2 separate regions of the Zea mays genome follow, and region 2 is linked to region 1. The links are chromatin contacts, called in public Hi-C maps. All regions are on one chromosome and are shown on one strand. Each heading gives the region's core, a stretch centred on a gene start, on an enhancer-like site or on the middle of the called end of the contact. The rest is flanking DNA. Distances are from core to core; before and after follow the strand shown.

Region 1 (3,041 bases), core at 87-2,586:
AGCAGACCAAATAAAACAAGTCACATTGGAGACGGTTACACAGAACGTAATTTGATGGCATGCTGACAAAATCAGCATTATATTCTTATGGAAATGGTAAACGAAAGTCAAACAAAGGCTGGCCTACATTCCACATCAGGTGCTACTATTTGGCAGGAAGCATCACACAAAAAAAATGAAGACAGAAATGGAACTGCACAAACAATAGGAAACAGTCCTAGAATATCTTCAGTTCCAGATAACAACTGCAGAATTTACATTTTGCAGGAGAGCTGACCAAGTGCCACCATATAAGGTTAATTTAGAGACAGTGAGACAGACTACCAAACAAGAGTTGCCTGCCTAATTGCCCATTTCCATCACCTACAGAGGCTGCTGCAACAGAACATTTTTTTAATGCAGCCAGGAGGGCAGTACAAAACGTATAATCACCCAACATATTACCAGATATGACAATGACAGGACATGACGACACGGGGAACCTTGTGGACGGCGACGGTAGAAATTGGAATAACTATGAGGACAAGAGTATTGCGATTGCAAGGTTGTTGTGTTCATAGAAGCAGAGAATGCCTCATGAATACTATTAACATTCAAAATCAATGTAAATCCAGGACTACATATAGGAGGACAACAAGGCGTGGACGATTGCAATTTGCACAAGGAGGAAGGCGACCATTTTACTCGTCGTGTGTCCTGCGCGGTCCTAACTAGGACAACGTTGCATTGCATTGCATGGGGTAGATGAATACTATGTAGCTAATTTTCGATCCAACACGATGATGCCTAGCATAGCAGACCAGGAAACTAAATAGATCGAGAAAACGGAAGGGGAAGAGGACGGTTGAGTACCTCTCCTGGCCAGCAGTGTCCCAGATCTGGGCCTTGACGACCTTGTCGTCGACCCTGATGCTCCTGGTAGCAAACTCGACCCCGATGGTGGACTTGGACTCTAGGCTGAACTCGTTGCGCGTGAACCTGGAGAGCAGGTTGGATTTGCCGACGCCAGAGTCGCCGATGAGAACGACCTTGAAGAGGTAGTCGTAGTCGTCCTCCGCCCTGTACGCCATCGGTGCTGAGCCCCGGCAGGCACTTGCCTTCCCTTCCTTCCTGAACCGCGGTTCCTGAGAGGCAGGAGGACGGGCAGGTGAGGCCCGCAGCGCTTCTCGGGGCGCGGGAGGGGGAGAATGGCGAGGTGGTGGGAGGCGGACGCGATGCGTGTGGTGGCGCGTATAATAAAGAAGAGGAGCAAGGCGAGGGCCAAGGGGCCGGCGGAAAAATAGCAAGCGCGCTGCGGCCTGCGCCGCGCCGAAGCTGCCTCCCTGGCCCTGGCCGCCTGTGTCAGGTTGCCGTTCGGCGGCCTTGGTGTCATCTCGTTCTGATCTGCACATGCGGCCGACCCGGCATAGGACGCCGGCCGAGGGTAACCATCACATATTCAGATGGCAGGAATGCCTCCACATGATGAGTACATGACGAAGGAGAATCCAACAGAAATGTTGGGGACTACCAACTAGTACTACTACCCTAGAGCAGGTATTTTGCTTGTTCAAGTTCATGAATCAACGTGTAACAACTTTATGCCTGACACTGCCAAAGTTTAGGACCGACAGATTAAAGTCAATTATTTGGACTGATACATCTAAAATTTATAAAGACAAAAACACCGTAGAAGTCGGTACGAATTAAACATGTCATTTTTTAAATGAGCAACATGGTATAGTCCATCGTCATGGCGTGCTCGCACGTTCGTGTTTAGTGGCTAAGCATGTCAGGATAGAGTCACTGAAATGTTAAATTAGATGTTGAACCGTGAAGTGATCTAGTTTAATTCAGAGGCGAAGCAGGTAGCAGTTAATAGAGGTGCAAATACACTCCTTAAAAACATGAATATAGTAATTTTAACTAAAATTTTACCATATATGCATTATCGGTGTTTGCATATACTTATCACTAACGGAATCCGAGGCTTTGCCGAGCGTCGGATTTTTTGCCGAGTGCCTTTTGTCGGACACTCGACAAAAAAGGCTTTGCCGAGAGCCGCACTCGACAAAGTTCGGCTCTCGGTAACAAGCCGCTTTACCGAGCGCAGGACACTCGGCACAGGACCATACTCAGCAAAGACATGTTTGCCGAGTGTTTGACACTCGGCAAAGAAGGCGCTCGGCAAACAGCCGTCAGCGGCCGTCCTAAAGCTGACGACCGTCAGCCTTTGTCGAGAGCCGAGGACTGGCACTCGGCAAAGTGGCTTCTTTGCCGAGTGCCAAATACTGGGCACTCGGCAAAGAACTCTTTACCGAGTGCCTTCTATAGATACTCGGCAAAGCATATTTTTGTTTTTTACATTTTGGCCACCAAACTTTTTGTGGTATGTTCCTACACTATGTAGACCTACATGTACCATTTTGGGACAATTATAACAGTGTTTTCTATAGCTAGTAGATTTAGTTTATTTATTTTAATTTCTTCGGAAAATTCAGATTTGAACTGTAGGTCACTCGAAACTTGGAAAACCGTGCATGCAAAAATGATATTCATGCTACTTAGCACAAGTTACGACCGATTTCAGTAGCGGGCCGGAAACTTCAAGCACCATGCTCACTCAACATGACCGTGAACTTGCCATCCAGGTGTTTAAAAATTGTATAAAACACAGACAGAGTCAAAAAATCATGAAACCTGTCCACGTGTCATGATATCATATGTAGAGGCTGTGATAAAAATTTGAAAAAATTTTCGAAAAAGCTGTAACGCACTATGTGTACAAACCTAAGAGATCCACATTGAAACTCTATGATTTCATGTGTAGTTCTCTCAGGTTTCTACACATAATGTCTCACAACTTTCTCCAAACATTCTAAATTTTTTATCACAGACTCTACATATGATATCATGACACGTGGACAAGTTTCATGATTTTCTAAGTTTGTTTGTGTTTTATAAAACTTTTAAACAGCTGTATGGCAAGTTCACGGCCATGTTGAGTGAGCATGGTGCTCGAAGTTTCCGGTCCGCTCCTGAAATCGGTCGTAACTTGTGCT
Region 2 (3,149 bases), core at 373-2,872, 280 kb after region 1:
TTGGGGTCCATTTCTTGATTTGCCAATATATGTTCTATATTTAACTGTGGTGTCTGCAGAAGTTTATCATTAACTTTTTGGGACCAAATATCCACCAAGACTAATGCTTCATGCCATATTTATATTTACTGTTCACATGGGTTACAACAAAAAACTGTTTCACAAACCTGCTGCATGGGACCTGGGCCAAACTGGGGGAAACAATGTGGAATTCCACCGCTGTTTTTTTTAAAAAAAAGTATGTAGTTAGCATGCTGTATTGGATAAACACCTGATGTTCTATGGCATATGGTTTGAAACTAACCTGATGGGTTTCTGTCCATTAAACACAGCATCTGGTCGAACAAAGAGCAGGTCCTTGCCATTAGGGACTTTGAAAGAAGTAACACACGCTCCAAACAGATAAATCTCAGCCTCGCTTCATGCATAAAATGATTACACATTTAGTTGGCAGTAAAATGAAAAACAAGTGAGAGTTAAAGATAGTACTCCATCAATTCCTTTTTATAGGGCATATTAGGATTTGAAAAGACCAAACTAAATAGATTTAGTCCAATTATATGCAGCTATACGGTAATAAAGTAACATCACTAGATTATATATATATATGACACTAGTTTTGTAGAAATTTATACTGCAAGAGAAATAAGCGCCAAAGTATTTTTTCCAAAGTGCTTTAATTCAAAGTCTAATTTGCCCTATAAAAGAAGAGCACTCTAAAAAGAAACATGGGGGCATGGGGGAGGACGGGAGGGGGTGTACAATATTTTTCGCGCAGCAAAAGAGATACAGGATAAGTTTCTGAATGCAAATGTACCACCAAGGTAAGGTTAGGAGGCTGCCAAACACAGATACCATACCACAGGAATGCATCTGATAGATACTATTTAAAAATCATAATATCTACTGGGTAAACCAGCGAAGAAAACCATGCATAATTAGTCAAACTCTTGTTATATTTCCCCTGATCTAGTATTGTGAGTTGTGAGGCATGTTGCATATGCAGTTGATGCAACCTAATGATCCCCTCGTCTTACCCAAACCTCGGAGTCAAGTTCCCATCTTTCCAAACTCACCTCCTAAACCAAGCGTACACAGTCCCTAATCGCATACAGATTAGGCACGCAGGTTGATCGCCTGATGTGATTCCCAGGAAAAAGATGAAATGAAAAGAAGTACCTCCCGTGCGGGGATTTGAGGTCGATTTTCGGCAGCCCGCCATTGCCCTCCGACACCGCCACACCGGGCGCATACACCTTCTGCCCAACGCTGGCCATGGCCACCACACCAGAGCGCCTGCGATCAAGAACGACGAAGTCGAACCGACCAAGAATCGTCCGATCTTATCCACACACACGGATCGAGCCGGATAAATTCAGATTAGCAGCGGTTGTAGTAATGGTACCTGAATCGGCGGGGTGAACTGGAGGAGGAAACGAAGGAAAGTGGAGGGAGTGTGGAGGCGCAAGAAGCCGCCATTTCTGTATGGCCCCAAGGTGAAGTGGCTGCTTCAACAATTGCTCCCCTTCCTCGGAGAAGCTGAGACTTCGGTGGTGTTTACCGCTATGCCTTAGTTTTAGAGCTGGAAAATGGACCGGATCTTCTGAGCTATAGTGATGCGTGCTGTGATGTTTTATGTGTGCACCATGTCCCTGCCCTAGTCGTAGCGAATAAATACCGTAAGATCCTTAAATACCCTAAGTTAGACTGTTTTAAATTTAACGAACTCTATAGAAAATGCAATAATATATATTATCACATCAAAGTTGTATCACACATATTTTTATAACATACTTATTTGGCGTCGTAGTTGTTGTTAGCTTTTCATATAATAAAGTTGATCAAATTTAAAGTAGTCTGACTTAGGATGATTGTAAAACTGTTTTTTTTCGAAATAGAGGTGTATCATCGATATAAGTATGTTTGAATTTATCTTAGGTCACACTTTTAATTTTGAATTATAAATTGCTATAAGATCCCTTCTTCCTATGTTCAATGATTTGCATAATTAGACTCTTTAATACTAAAATGATTCCTTATATATACAACCGTGTGCTTCCATAACTAGAGAAAGCTCTGGTCCAACGGTGTCATCCAGTTCAGCCGCACCAGGTCCGGACGTCTATAAAAACACTCTAGACTGCCAGGGATTAGATTTTTAGCGGCAGCGATTCCCTCCGAGGTGGGTGAGTGGCGGCGACGCTACTGAAGCGGGGGGACGAGCGGCGCCGGTTCCTCGGGGCGGGCAAGCGACGGCGACCCCAAGGGCGAGTGACGACAGGGCCTCGGGGCCTCGGGACGACGACCCCGACAAGTGAGTGTCGGTGGCTCCCCATGAGGCGCGGTCGTCTCCGGCGACGGTTGCCACACTAGGCATGGGTGCCTCTGGCGGTCTGCACGGCGGTTCAAGCGTCATTCGTTGACCAACTCCTTCGATCCGGTGGCCTCGGTGACGTCCTCCCTCGATCCTTTATTTATGCATATGGTTGTTGGTTGAGCTCATACTAGGGTTTTCTTAATTAATTATGATGTATGGTGTAGGTATTTATGCAATTTTCTATGACGATTTATGCTTTACGTGATATCAGCTATCCAATTTTTGTGTTTATGGCATTTATGGACATCATAGATCACGAGATTCCTTTTTGATCTACACGCGAAAAATATGGCATGTGTTTCATTGGTGGGTGCACTCTAGGTTTGAGTGTAAAATCTTCAGTTTTTGAGCTTAAAAATCTTTAGTTTTGACCGTAAAAATCGAGCCAATGTGAGAAATATTGATAACTATGTTGTGTTGTATTTATAATCGTACAAATCATCAAATTCGAGCGTAAAAATAGTAGATATAGCATAAATGTTATTACATAAAATACCAAGGCACGTGAGAAACGTCATATCCATCATCATAAAATCCTCAAATGGAATGCATAAAATATTGCAATGCTCGGCATAAAAAATAATCATGGAAGACATAACACATGGATTAGATGAGGTCGTCGTTGGAGGATGCTCCAAAGCCGTCGGATCAGAGGATGTCGTCGCTGGAGGATGCCTGAGGCGCGCTGGATCGGAGGATGTCACGTGGATGGCGAACCTCTTCATGGACGATCCACGCTATTGTGGTGCACATCCGGTTCGTCGGAGCTCGA

What was found. Hi-C and Micro-C count contacts between places; a contact is called where the count stands out from the background.
Region 2: a contact with region 1 is called in a Hi-C map of ear, with 4 times the contacts expected there. The contact joins the promoter of LOC100273735 here to the promoter of LOC100381498 in region 1. A contact is called at or near these places in 2 of 25 Hi-C or Micro-C datasets (ear and endosperm).

Annotation. Positions count from the first base shown.
Region 1 is chr7:93,535,825-93,538,865 of Zm-B73-REFERENCE-NAM-5.0, forward strand. It overlaps LOC100381498, which reads right to left and starts at 1,337. Exons shown (of 2, transcript NM_001174329.1): 1 at 853-1,337. The coding sequence starts at 1,070.
Region 2 is chr7:93,813,349-93,816,497 of Zm-B73-REFERENCE-NAM-5.0, forward strand. It overlaps LOC100273735, which reads right to left and starts at 1,623. Exons shown (of 10, transcript NM_001360309.1): 1 at 1,406-1,623; 2 at 1,180-1,296; 3 at 305-418; 4 at 168-219. The coding sequence starts at 1,479.